2 separate regions of the Manis pentadactyla genome follow, and region 2 is linked to region 1. A link is a contact called in public Hi-C data. All regions are on one chromosome and are shown on one strand. The core of a region is the stretch at or near the end of the contact, and the rest is flanking DNA. Distances in the headings are between cores, read along the strand shown.

What was found. A called contact is a pair of places that touch in the nucleus more often than the background predicts.
Region 2: a contact with region 1 is called in a Hi-C map of skin fibroblasts, with 3 times the contacts expected there. The contact joins the promoter of PDGFRA here to the promoter of LNX1 in region 1. A contact is called at or near these places in 3 of 3 Hi-C or Micro-C datasets (blood, fibroblasts and skin fibroblasts).

Annotation. Positions count from the first base shown.
Region 1 is chr5:42,832,640-42,837,795 of mManPen7.hap1, reverse strand. It overlaps LNX1 (ligand of numb-protein X 1), which reads left to right and starts at 2,644. Exons shown (of 12, transcript XM_036895260.2): 1 at 2,644-2,954.
Region 2 is chr5:43,305,119-43,310,274 of mManPen7.hap1, reverse strand. It overlaps PDGFRA (platelet derived growth factor receptor alpha), which reads right to left and starts at 2,762. Exons shown (of 23, transcript XM_057502228.1): 1 at 2,604-2,762.

The DNA.
Region 1 (5,156 bases), core at 1,395-3,894:
AGGGCCTCAGAGTGGAGCTTCAGACTCCTCACTGCCTCCCCTATTCGTTGGCATGGGTGGGTAAGCTCTGAGTTTACATGCTTAGAGAGGGGAAAGGAAAGCAATTGGTGCCTAATGGTTCAAATGAACCATTTCCTGCTTCCTATTGTGATAAATCCATGTTCACCCTGAACATCTTGAAGGGTAAAAATGGGCCTGAGAGAAAGCTAGCTCAGGTTTTGATTTCTCTATCACAGAATACTGAAACATCTCTGTCATTTTATATTCTTCAGATTTAATATCCCTCCCTCAAAATGCATAAAAAATAAGGACATTTTCTTTGGGCACAACTAGGCATGTTACTTTTCTGAGACACTCAACAAATGGGCCATTTTTCCTTGCATGGTGAAGGTATATGTGCTTTCCCATAATGATCAGGATTTTAATTGCATCTGGACACTTCTGCTGAGTTGGAGCCTGTCACTCACCTGGGATGTCCCACACCAAACAGAAAGGATGCTCTAAAACCATGGAGTTTGAGCAGACCCAGGTCTCTCCACACGGAGCTGCCAGGGAGTGAGTAATTCTGGCTTTGGAGAGGGCACATTTGTAAAGCTAAATTAATATGTCCTGTTTTACATCTGTGACTTCTCTCTGTTTCCAGTTTTAAATAGTTAACTGCTGTGGTTACATGACCATGCAAAAAAATTTTTTGGAGGTGTGTGTTTATTGTCAATCCCGGAATGGACTCAACTCTTGGAACCAATTCAATCAGTACTGATCCAGATGCTTACAGGAATGAAGGAGAAATCAAATCCATCTACCTTACCTCTCTGAATGGAAAACCCCAAGGCTTCTGAAAGTCCCCAAATCTGCTATCTTTATTTTCTGGGGATGAAAAGCTGTGAAGCAGATGAGGAACATGAAAGCTCCCATTTCACCAGCTACTTTCCAGTGTTTTTGTTTTTTTTGTTTCATATAATAAGGTCGAAAAGGCCCCTTTGACTGTTGTAAATTGCCCTTCCTCATCAAAGACCTCAAAGACTGGGGCCTGTAAACGTATCTAGACACTGTGTTTGGTAGTAAACCACTGGGAAAGAAAACTGAAATGATATCTAAACTAAATGCCCAGACCCTTTCCAGTCTCCTATATGACCATAATTTCAGTCATAAGTCTGTCATCTCTGTTGAGAACAAAAGGCTGACCAACCTCAAGTTTTAAGGCTTATGTGGCCCCAGAGCAAAATACCTCAGGACTCCACCAAACTAAATCCAAGGGTAAAAAGGGTGAGCAGCTGCCCTGATGTCACAACTCCTTCATTTACAAAAATAGATCACTTGGACCCCTCTGGGGGCATCTCCCTGCCTCCTAATTAATGGTTTTGCTTTCCTTTGACCAGTGGCTAGCTTCACTGGGAACTGCCGTGGCACAGGAGAACTAAATGCTGATAATGGCAAGTAAAGATGAAGCCAATAAAAACATAAAATGTTGCAGTTTGACCTCAGGACTGAAAACACATGTGCCCATATCTTACCACTAAGTGGAAGTTTCCAGGCCAGGAATTTAGTGTTGTTCATCCTGTGGATTTTTGATTAAAAGAATTTGGAACTGTTAGGCTCCTAAAGTCAGAAGGAAAAACTCAATCAGTCCATGACCAGAGCCACCCAAAGGCCAAGAGATTTACAGGGCACCTCCTTGTGGGTAAATTAGAATCCCAGAGGAGAGCCGGCAGCACCGCTCAGAGTAGAGGGGCGGGGGTGCCCAGCCTTTCGTATGTCCTCTAATTCACAACTCTGGGGGCAGGCTGCTAACTAATCAGTGACCATGTTTCTGTTTAGAGCTAATCTTCAGCCATCACCAGAGCTGTTAGACGATGGAGGTGCTCAAGTTGAGCACTGGGAAAAGCAAGGCGCAGGAAAGCACACTTCCAGAAAGGCGACTTTTATACTTTCAACCAGCTGGGTCACTTTTCAGGGGTGATTTAATCCCTAGAATCCTCATTTTTTTTCATCTACAAAATGGGAATGGTAATTATAGGATTGTGTTAAAAATTAAATGAAATAATGCAGGCCAGGTAGTTAGCACAGGACCCGGCAGACAGTTAAGTGCACAATAAACATCAGCAAAGACTCTGTTGGCCCTGCTGCTGATGTTGATGTTGCAGAGTAAGCAGAAAATATCCTTATTTAAACAATAATCCTGTATCTTTAGAGTTAAAAGTCTTAACTAGTGTCACTGTAAAGTTGCTCATTCTTTTTCTTTGTCTACTAGCATTAGCCAATGTTCAGTTATAGGGACACTGCCCATGGAAAATCTTTGAAAGTTTTGGCAAGGCACTGGAATGGAACAGGATTGCTTGATTGGTCTGGGATTGATTTCAGTGCACGCTTCTTGGCATATGTAAAAGAAAAAAGATGCCCAGGTTTCTGAGGCCCAACTAGGCAGTAGCCCCTAACTACAGAGGAACTGATCCTGGCATGATGGTGTCTCAGGCCTAGTGATGACCTGAGGTGCAGTGACCCTGTGTTTATTTCCTTGTTGATTTCCCTTTCCTGGCTCCAAGCTCATTTTCCCAGTGCCTGCAGGAAAACAACATCCAGGGGTGTGGTAGGCCTGACTTGGCAGCCCTACAGGTGAACAAAAGGATCCCAGCTTTGTCAAGAGCAGAAGGAAGTTCAAAGAAGCCCCAGCCCCATCCAAAGCAGAGCAGATCTGTCCCGGATGCTCAGGAGTGGCTGCTCTGTGGGGCTGCTCTCAGGGCTATGGATCAGCATTACGCGAAGCATTGCAGAAGGGGCAGGGGGTGAGCTGCGGACACCAGGGCAGGGTGGTTTTCCTGCATGCCCCGAAGACGAACATAAGAGAGAAAAAGAAAATTGTCTTGGGCTGCTGCTGAGTCAGAAGAGCTCAGCTCCCAAACAGACTGTCCCCTGAGGCCTCACACAGCTGAGGACTGATCCGCAATGCAGAAAAGGTAAGAGGCCTGGTTCTTCCACCAGGTCACATCTCACGGAGTTTGTTAAAACTGCCCCTGACTCCTGCAGCCAGGCCTCCTACCCTACCCCTAACCCGCACGCACACACACACACCCAAGTTGTTGAGAACAACATGGGAGATAGAAATACCTAGTTATGTCTGTTTCAAAACACTCTAGAAAGGCCTTAGGACATTTATTCTCTTTATGTCCATTTTTTTCCCCCCACTGGTCTTCATGGAAACCTTCTTCCTTTACTTTCAATAATAAAAAGTGCTTTTTATTTTATTTTTACTGGCCAGACAGATCAGTAAAAACAAGCAATCCCATTAATGGTGACTGGATAACATTATTCTTTGTCAGTATTCAAACACATCCCCAGGTTTTGTTTCATTTCCCAGTAGGAATAGGCTTGCCATTGCTGTTTAACGCATGCAGAGACTTGGGTCCAGAGAAATTGTGATTTGCCCAACAGCATGTAGGTGGGTGAGTGACAGACAGCACACTTGTTTCCATTACTGCCTCTTTTCAGTAGAATGGTGACTCTATTTTCTCAAGCAAATAGGAGACTACATTCTCTGCCACATATTCTAGCAACTGATGTGAAGAGAGGATGGAATTTTAGAAACTGGAACTCTCCTGGAAAATCCAGAAAATAGTCACAGTATCCAGTAAAATATGCTACTTACCCATGTTGACTTCTATCCCTGGCATTGAATCCAGTTCAACATATGTTGATAAACTAGGTCCTCTGGGCCCATCACTGGGTCATGTGCCAGGGCAGGTGCAGATTCTGTGCCTGAGGAGTGCTGAGGGATAGCAGGGTGGAGGCTAGGGGCTTGGGGCTGATGCTGGATTGAGGGGAGCTTCCCACCTGGCTTACCCTAAAGTGGGCACGGACTGAGGCAGAGAATTTCAGATCAGTGTCACTCCCCATGCTGGAGTTGGCTCAGTGAACATTAAAGCAAGGCTGTGGCAACAGAGCAGGGGATGAGGAGCCTTTTCTGGGAACTAAACCGTCTGAACTTAAATACTGGTTCCACTACCCACTAGCTCTGTGACCTCAGTTTTCAGATATGTAAAGGGGAATAATTACAATACCTATCTCAATGGAGTTGTCCTAAGGTTTAGATGGTAATGCATGTGAAGCATTTGATGGCACATAATAAGTGCTCAATAAATACTAACAATTATAATTACCATGTGCCTGGCTCTGTGGAGATGTTGGGATATATGTAAGAGGTGCCCTGCCCTCAATTTGTTCAGACCAAAACATTGTGAGTTAGTTGTGTGCAACTAATTATATGCAGTGTGATAAGTGCTCTGGGATCCTGATGGAAGGATCTGCTAAGTCTGTGTACTTTGGAGTGAATGTTCTGGGCAGCCCATTGGGGAGATGGGAGGAGGTCTCATGTAGAGGCCTTGTGTCCCAGAAGGTGGGTGTAGGACAGTGAAAAGACCTGAGAAGATTTTATTTTGAATCCCAACTTTATCCTCTGTCAGATGCATATGGTATGACTGTCTTAGTCTGCTAGGGCTGCCATAAGAAAATACCACAATGTAGGTGGCTTAAAAAACAGAACTGTATTTTCTCGCAATTGTGGAGGCTGAAGCTCAAGACTGAGGTGTCGACAGACTGGGTTGCTCCTGAGCCTCTCTCCTGGGCTTGCAGGTGGCCGCCTTTCCCTGTGTCCTCACCTGGCCATCCCACTGTGCAAGAGCACCCCTGTTTTTTTGTGTGTCCAAATTTCTTCTTTTAAAAGGATACCTGTCAGACTGGATTAGGCCCCACCCTAATGGTGTCATTTCCACTTAATAACCTCTTCAGAGATTTTGTCTCCAGACCCAGCCACACTCTGATATACTGCGGGTTAGGGCTTCACCATACAAATTTGGGGGCACACAGTTCAGCTCATACCAATGACAGAGTCACTAAACCTCTCTGAGCCGTCATTTCCTCATCTAGAAAATGGGTACAATACTCACTGAGATGAACCAATTGTGATGATTATAAAAAGACCATATAAAAGACCTGTCCCAGTTTCTGACCCACTGAAGGCACCGAACAGGTTTTAAGTTCTCATTATTAGCCTTTGGGACCAGGCCTCAAGTGAACAGGGAACCCCCTGCAAAATCCACATGCCAGATGAACACTGAAGAGTTGGCCCTTAGTTACCCCCATGGACTCCCTGGGTGGGCGGA
Region 2 (5,156 bases), core at 1,513-4,012, 470 kb before region 1:
GTGGGAGTGATGGAAGGGGGAGGTGTTGATGGTCTGCCGGGAAGAGGTTCGTGAAAATACAAACTGCCCATCATTTCCAGACTGAGTTTGCCTCCTGATTTGGGGGATATTTAACTACACTACTGTATTACTTTGAATACCCTTTGAAAGAAAGAAAAGAACACGTAAAATTGCTGTTCACCCCCAGAGAGATATAAATCTGGAATCAAGACGGTCCCTTTCTGTACAAATTTCTAACCCAAATAGAAATGGGGCCAAATAGAAATCTCCAAGCGGTTGCGCTGTTTTGAACCTGGGCTCTTTTCAGGGAAAGTGTCGTGTGGTTGCTAATCCTTTTATGAGACAAAGTAAACTGTTGAGTCCAATATGAAAATAATGGAATTTTTTCTTTAAAAAAGGGTTTGTAAGAGGGTACAGAGAATCGAGGGTCTGCGTAGACGTTCTCCGACAGAACGACCTTTACTCCTTTGCAGCCACTTAATCTTGTCGTGCCTTTGTTTTCGGGGTTATCTGGGCGAGGCTGTCCTGGTTTCTATCACGCACACAGAAGGCCCACACTTGGGCGTTTGGGGAATTGTCCACACAACAAGCATGCCACCCCCACGTTACTTCACTTTCCCGCGTTCCCCGCAGCCGCGTGGGTCCGACCTTCCCAATGCCCTGCGGTTGACAGCGGGGCCCCAAACCCTATGCCCAATGCGTGAGGCGAGTGCCCGGGGAGAACGATCTTGCTCGCGAAGGAAAGGGGGCGCTGACGCTCCAGGAACCAGACCTGCGCGGAGAGGGGCCGGCGAGCTAGAGCGGGGGAGGGGAACGCGTCCCGTTCCGCGCCTTCTCTAAGTTTGATTTCGCTTTCAAGGTGGAGGGGTTCATTATCCCCACACGCATCTCCCCACACTCAGAATGGCTCGGACGGCCAAGATGAGCCTGGAACGTCAGACAACAACGTCAGACAGCCATCACCTTCTCCCTCTCCTCAGGAGGGTGGCGGCGGGAGGGCTGGCAGGGAAAGGTCACAGAAAAGTGCTCCAAGGGGTGCTGTACTTAACTGGAACGGGCTCCGGGAGTGTCAGCCTCGGGAAGACTCCTGGGGCTGAGCTGGGGGCCCCATTCCCCCAGCCCTTCTGCGCGCCCGCCTCTCGTGCATCTTCAGCTTGGGTGACTGCGCTGCTCACTATTACTTCCACATGTTCCTTCAGGAAATCACTGAAGGCAAATCTATGAACAGCCCCTTGTTCGAAATACTAACAGGATACCGTAATGTTTGTAGATTATGAACGGGGCCTGACGACCCTCAAAAAAATCTGTGCGGAATAATAGGAAAAAGCGGGTGCTAGCTGTCTTGTAACTAATGAAAACAAGTTGAGATCTAGGTTTTTATACCAAGTACCCAGGAGGGTAGGAGGTGAAGCAAGGACCTACCCAGGAAGGCTTGCTCTGCTTCCAGGGAACTGCCAGCCCAGTCGCGCCGGGGTCTCGTGAAAGCAAGGCCCCAGCGCTCCCCGCCCACAAATGGTAACTTAACAGTTCATTTCAGTGACGCATAAAGGGACTCGAAAGGCAGGCTGCGCTGAGTGTCTTCGGGCCGTAACTTCTCGCAGGTTTAAAGCAGTGAGAATGGATGAGCAAGTGAGTGCCCAGTTGTCCTTCTGGTAGTAATTACCTGCCTAATTTGAAAGATGCCTTTGTTATGATCATTAACAAACATTTGCTAAAGGTTTCCATGTGTGACATTCCAGAAGGTTTAAAGGACTGGGGAACTGACTCCCTGGATAGCGCACCGGTGGGGGGTGGCGCAGGGAAGCAAATGGTTGGGCCGAACAAAAATGGAGAGAGGTCAACATCTGCCTCCCTTGCAAAAGCAAAATAAACCCTGTGGTCCGGAGCAACCTCGGGGCTGCAGGCCCTCGGAAAGAGGCGGTTGGTTCCTTAAAAGAAGCCCTGCCCGCGCAGCCCCCCGCCACACCGCCCCGCCCACTCCCCTAGGCGGGTTTGAATCTAGCTGCCCGCCCACTACCACCCCGCTGAAGCTGAGGGAGAGGTCTGGTCGGCGCGAATCGGCCTGCCGGCGTGTGGGGCGGAGGCCTGCCCAGCAGCGCTTCTCCCGTGTTGTTCTAAGATCTCTCCAGATTGCTCCCCCGACGCCCGGGGTCCTGGGTGGTCCTAGAACCTCAGCAGGCTGGAAGCGCTGCCTGGCCAAGGCAGACTGCGGGGTCTTTTCTCTTCCTTGGCTTCTGCCTGGGGCACCGCGGGGAGTCAGGCCACCCTATGCGCTGCGGGAGTGGATTTTGCCGGCCTCGGCCGCTGTGCGAGGGTCCCAGGCCGAACCCGAACTTTGATTTTCAACCTTTTGTGCTTTTCCTTTGAGTGATCATCGGGGTTAGGAATGAGGATTTTCTCCCCAAACCGGAGTCCAGGCAGCTCTGACCCTCAGGAAAGAGGCCCAACTGCGGAGCTGAGCTGGAAGTGCAAGTTCGGTGAAAGCGGTTTGCCGCGCGGTGTTTGGGGCACGGCCTCGCACATCTAGGCCCGCAGGCGACAGGAAGTTGGGTGCAAGGCATAGAGATAAAATACAACCAGCCATCAGAAAGAGGCCCTCAAACTTACTACAACCAAATCAAAATGTTCCCTGTGAGCAAACCCCAATCTGCCCGGCCCTGCCCTCCGGGCCCGCTCTCCCCCGCGGCGGCAGCCCTGGGCCTCACACCTTCGGTTTTGGAGGGCGTGTCCGGCTTAGCTGGCTCTTTGCTTCTCCCCTGCCTCTTTGCTCTCCAGCTCCACGCCCCCACAATTCTGTCCTTGGAGAATTCAGAAGGTCCTTTTGCTGTAGAAGACTTTACGGTTGTAGCAGTTATCAAAGCCGTTAGTGATGAAAATCACATTTAAACAAACTTGTGATTTTTTTTTTCTCCAAATGAAGTGGATAGGGTGGAGGCCCATTTCTAGCTTCAGGATTTGAAAACGACGGGCCGGTTTGTGGTTTGCAAAAGAAAACGGCGCCAACTGCCCCTTCCCCCACTCCTTCAATTCTTGACTACGCCAGGGGGAGCCGCCTCTCTGGGCCCGTCGAAGGCACCGTGGTCGCAAAGGCTCGGGGGAGGGAGGAGGCGTGCGGATGTGGTGCCCAGATGTGGGGACTCGCGGGAGAGGGGCGAGGACTCCGCCCTTGCCTCGGATCTGCCCCAGCTGAGGCTTGGAAGCTTACGCTCAGAATGCAGAGACCCGAGTCTTGGAAAAGCAGCAGGAAGGGTTCTCTAACGGGGTCCGGACTGGCGAGTGTAATGGGCCTGACGGTTTTCTCTCCGGACTTCTGGCACACTCCTTCCCTGGTGGCTGGCTGGCTAAGTGTGCCGGGTGTCTTCTGGCTTCCTTGGGGCGCTCTCTCCAGAGATTTGTCTCCAGAGAGAAGTAGAAAACAGTTCTCTTTGGCTGATGGCCAGTGACAGCTGCCCCCCTCCTAGGGCTCCTAAGGCCACAGCCTGCCTACTGACCTGCGGACCAGGGTCTGTGGCCCACACAGCCCAGGTGGGCCTATGGCCCAAAGTTGGGAAACGTGGTAGGACTGGACCCCCTCTGGAGCCGGATTTTTTTGATACCCTTATTTTAGGGAGAGAGCCCCACTTCCTCAATCTACTTTTGTGCCTCCGACTCCCCCACCTCCTCTTTAGACCTTAGCTTTTAGTTACTTTTAATTTGAAAACCCAAGTGAGGGGAGAGGGAGGGAATGATTGGGAGGTCTGCTCTTTATTAGGGGCCTCAGAGTCCAGCTTTCCAACACACAGCTGTGGTTTGGGAGGGGAAGGAGGGCTGGCTCTGTTTAGGTCAGCCTGACTGAAGAAAGGGCCTTGTCCTCTGGAAGTCTCAGGAGTACAGCAAGGCCCTGTGATGTTTTTAAAAAAAAAGAAAAAAACTTCCAGCAGAGGCGGTATAAAGTGGAAAGCCAATGGAACCTGGGTTCCATAATTACATTAATTATAGTATATAAGTTTGAATATGAGCTACATTAGAGTATTATTTAATCTCCAAGACAACCCTGTGGGTTATACATGATTACCCCCATTTAATAGATGAGCAAACAAAGTCAGAAGGGTTAAGCAATTTGCATACAGCAGTGCCAGGATCTGCTTAACCGTGTCCCGCTTCCCGTTACTGCATGCTATGGTCAAGACAAGTTGTGTCCTTAGCCTCAGTTTCCTCATCTGTATGAATGAATATAATGTCTGCATTACGTCCCTGGATTATTGTGACAACTAAATGAGTTGATGCATATGAAGCCCAGAAAGGAGCAAAATAAATTTTACCATTCTCTTTCTCCTTCAGGCTTTTCCGCAGGCAAGGTTAGGCACTGTTACCTCATCCCCAGTTCACTTGGATTGACCCCAAGAGCTAGGTGGAGGCTAATCTAGTTCTCTATTTCATTTTCCCAATTAAGGGTGGGGTGGGGAGTACCTTGGTTCCCAGCTATTACTCCTGAATGTCTGAGGCCTGCTCAAAAACCAGTCCCTGGGCAGGAAGGCAGGTGGAGGTGGATCCAGGAAGGATCAGAAAAAGCAACTGAAAATGAGAGGACGAGTCTGGCATCACCAACAAAGGGTTTGTAAGGAAGCCAGGAAGGAGAACACTGAGGCCTCAGTCTCGAAATCTAGAGTACAGACCGTGAGGGAGCCCTGTGGGTGTCCTGTGGGGTTGGCACCAAATACCCTGACTTCAAGAGGAAGTTATCCTGTTCACACATCTCACACACAGACCTCCCCCTAACCCCAGTTTTGGAAGAGTTTCTTTTCCATTTATTTGATTCATCAAAAACGTGTAGCATGTGCCGATCAATAAATATCCATTGAGTATGTGCCTTGTGCTGGCTCTGTACTAGGCATTAGGGATACAGTAGTAAGCAGAATGGGTACGGTCCTTACCTTCAGCGCATTTGGCAGAATACTCTGCTCCAGTCCCCAGGATTTCCCCCATTGCAGTATTACTGCTGAGTATGGAGAGAGCACCCATTGGGATAACACTCATTCTTTGTGAGACTGTTGTCAAGAAGGCTAGAGAAGGCAGACTAAGAAGTCTTGAATCATGGGTCTCAGATCCTCCCCAAACTCTCCACAATATGTACTACTAGGAGCTCCATCCAAGACTGGGAGGAGCTTCTCTTAACC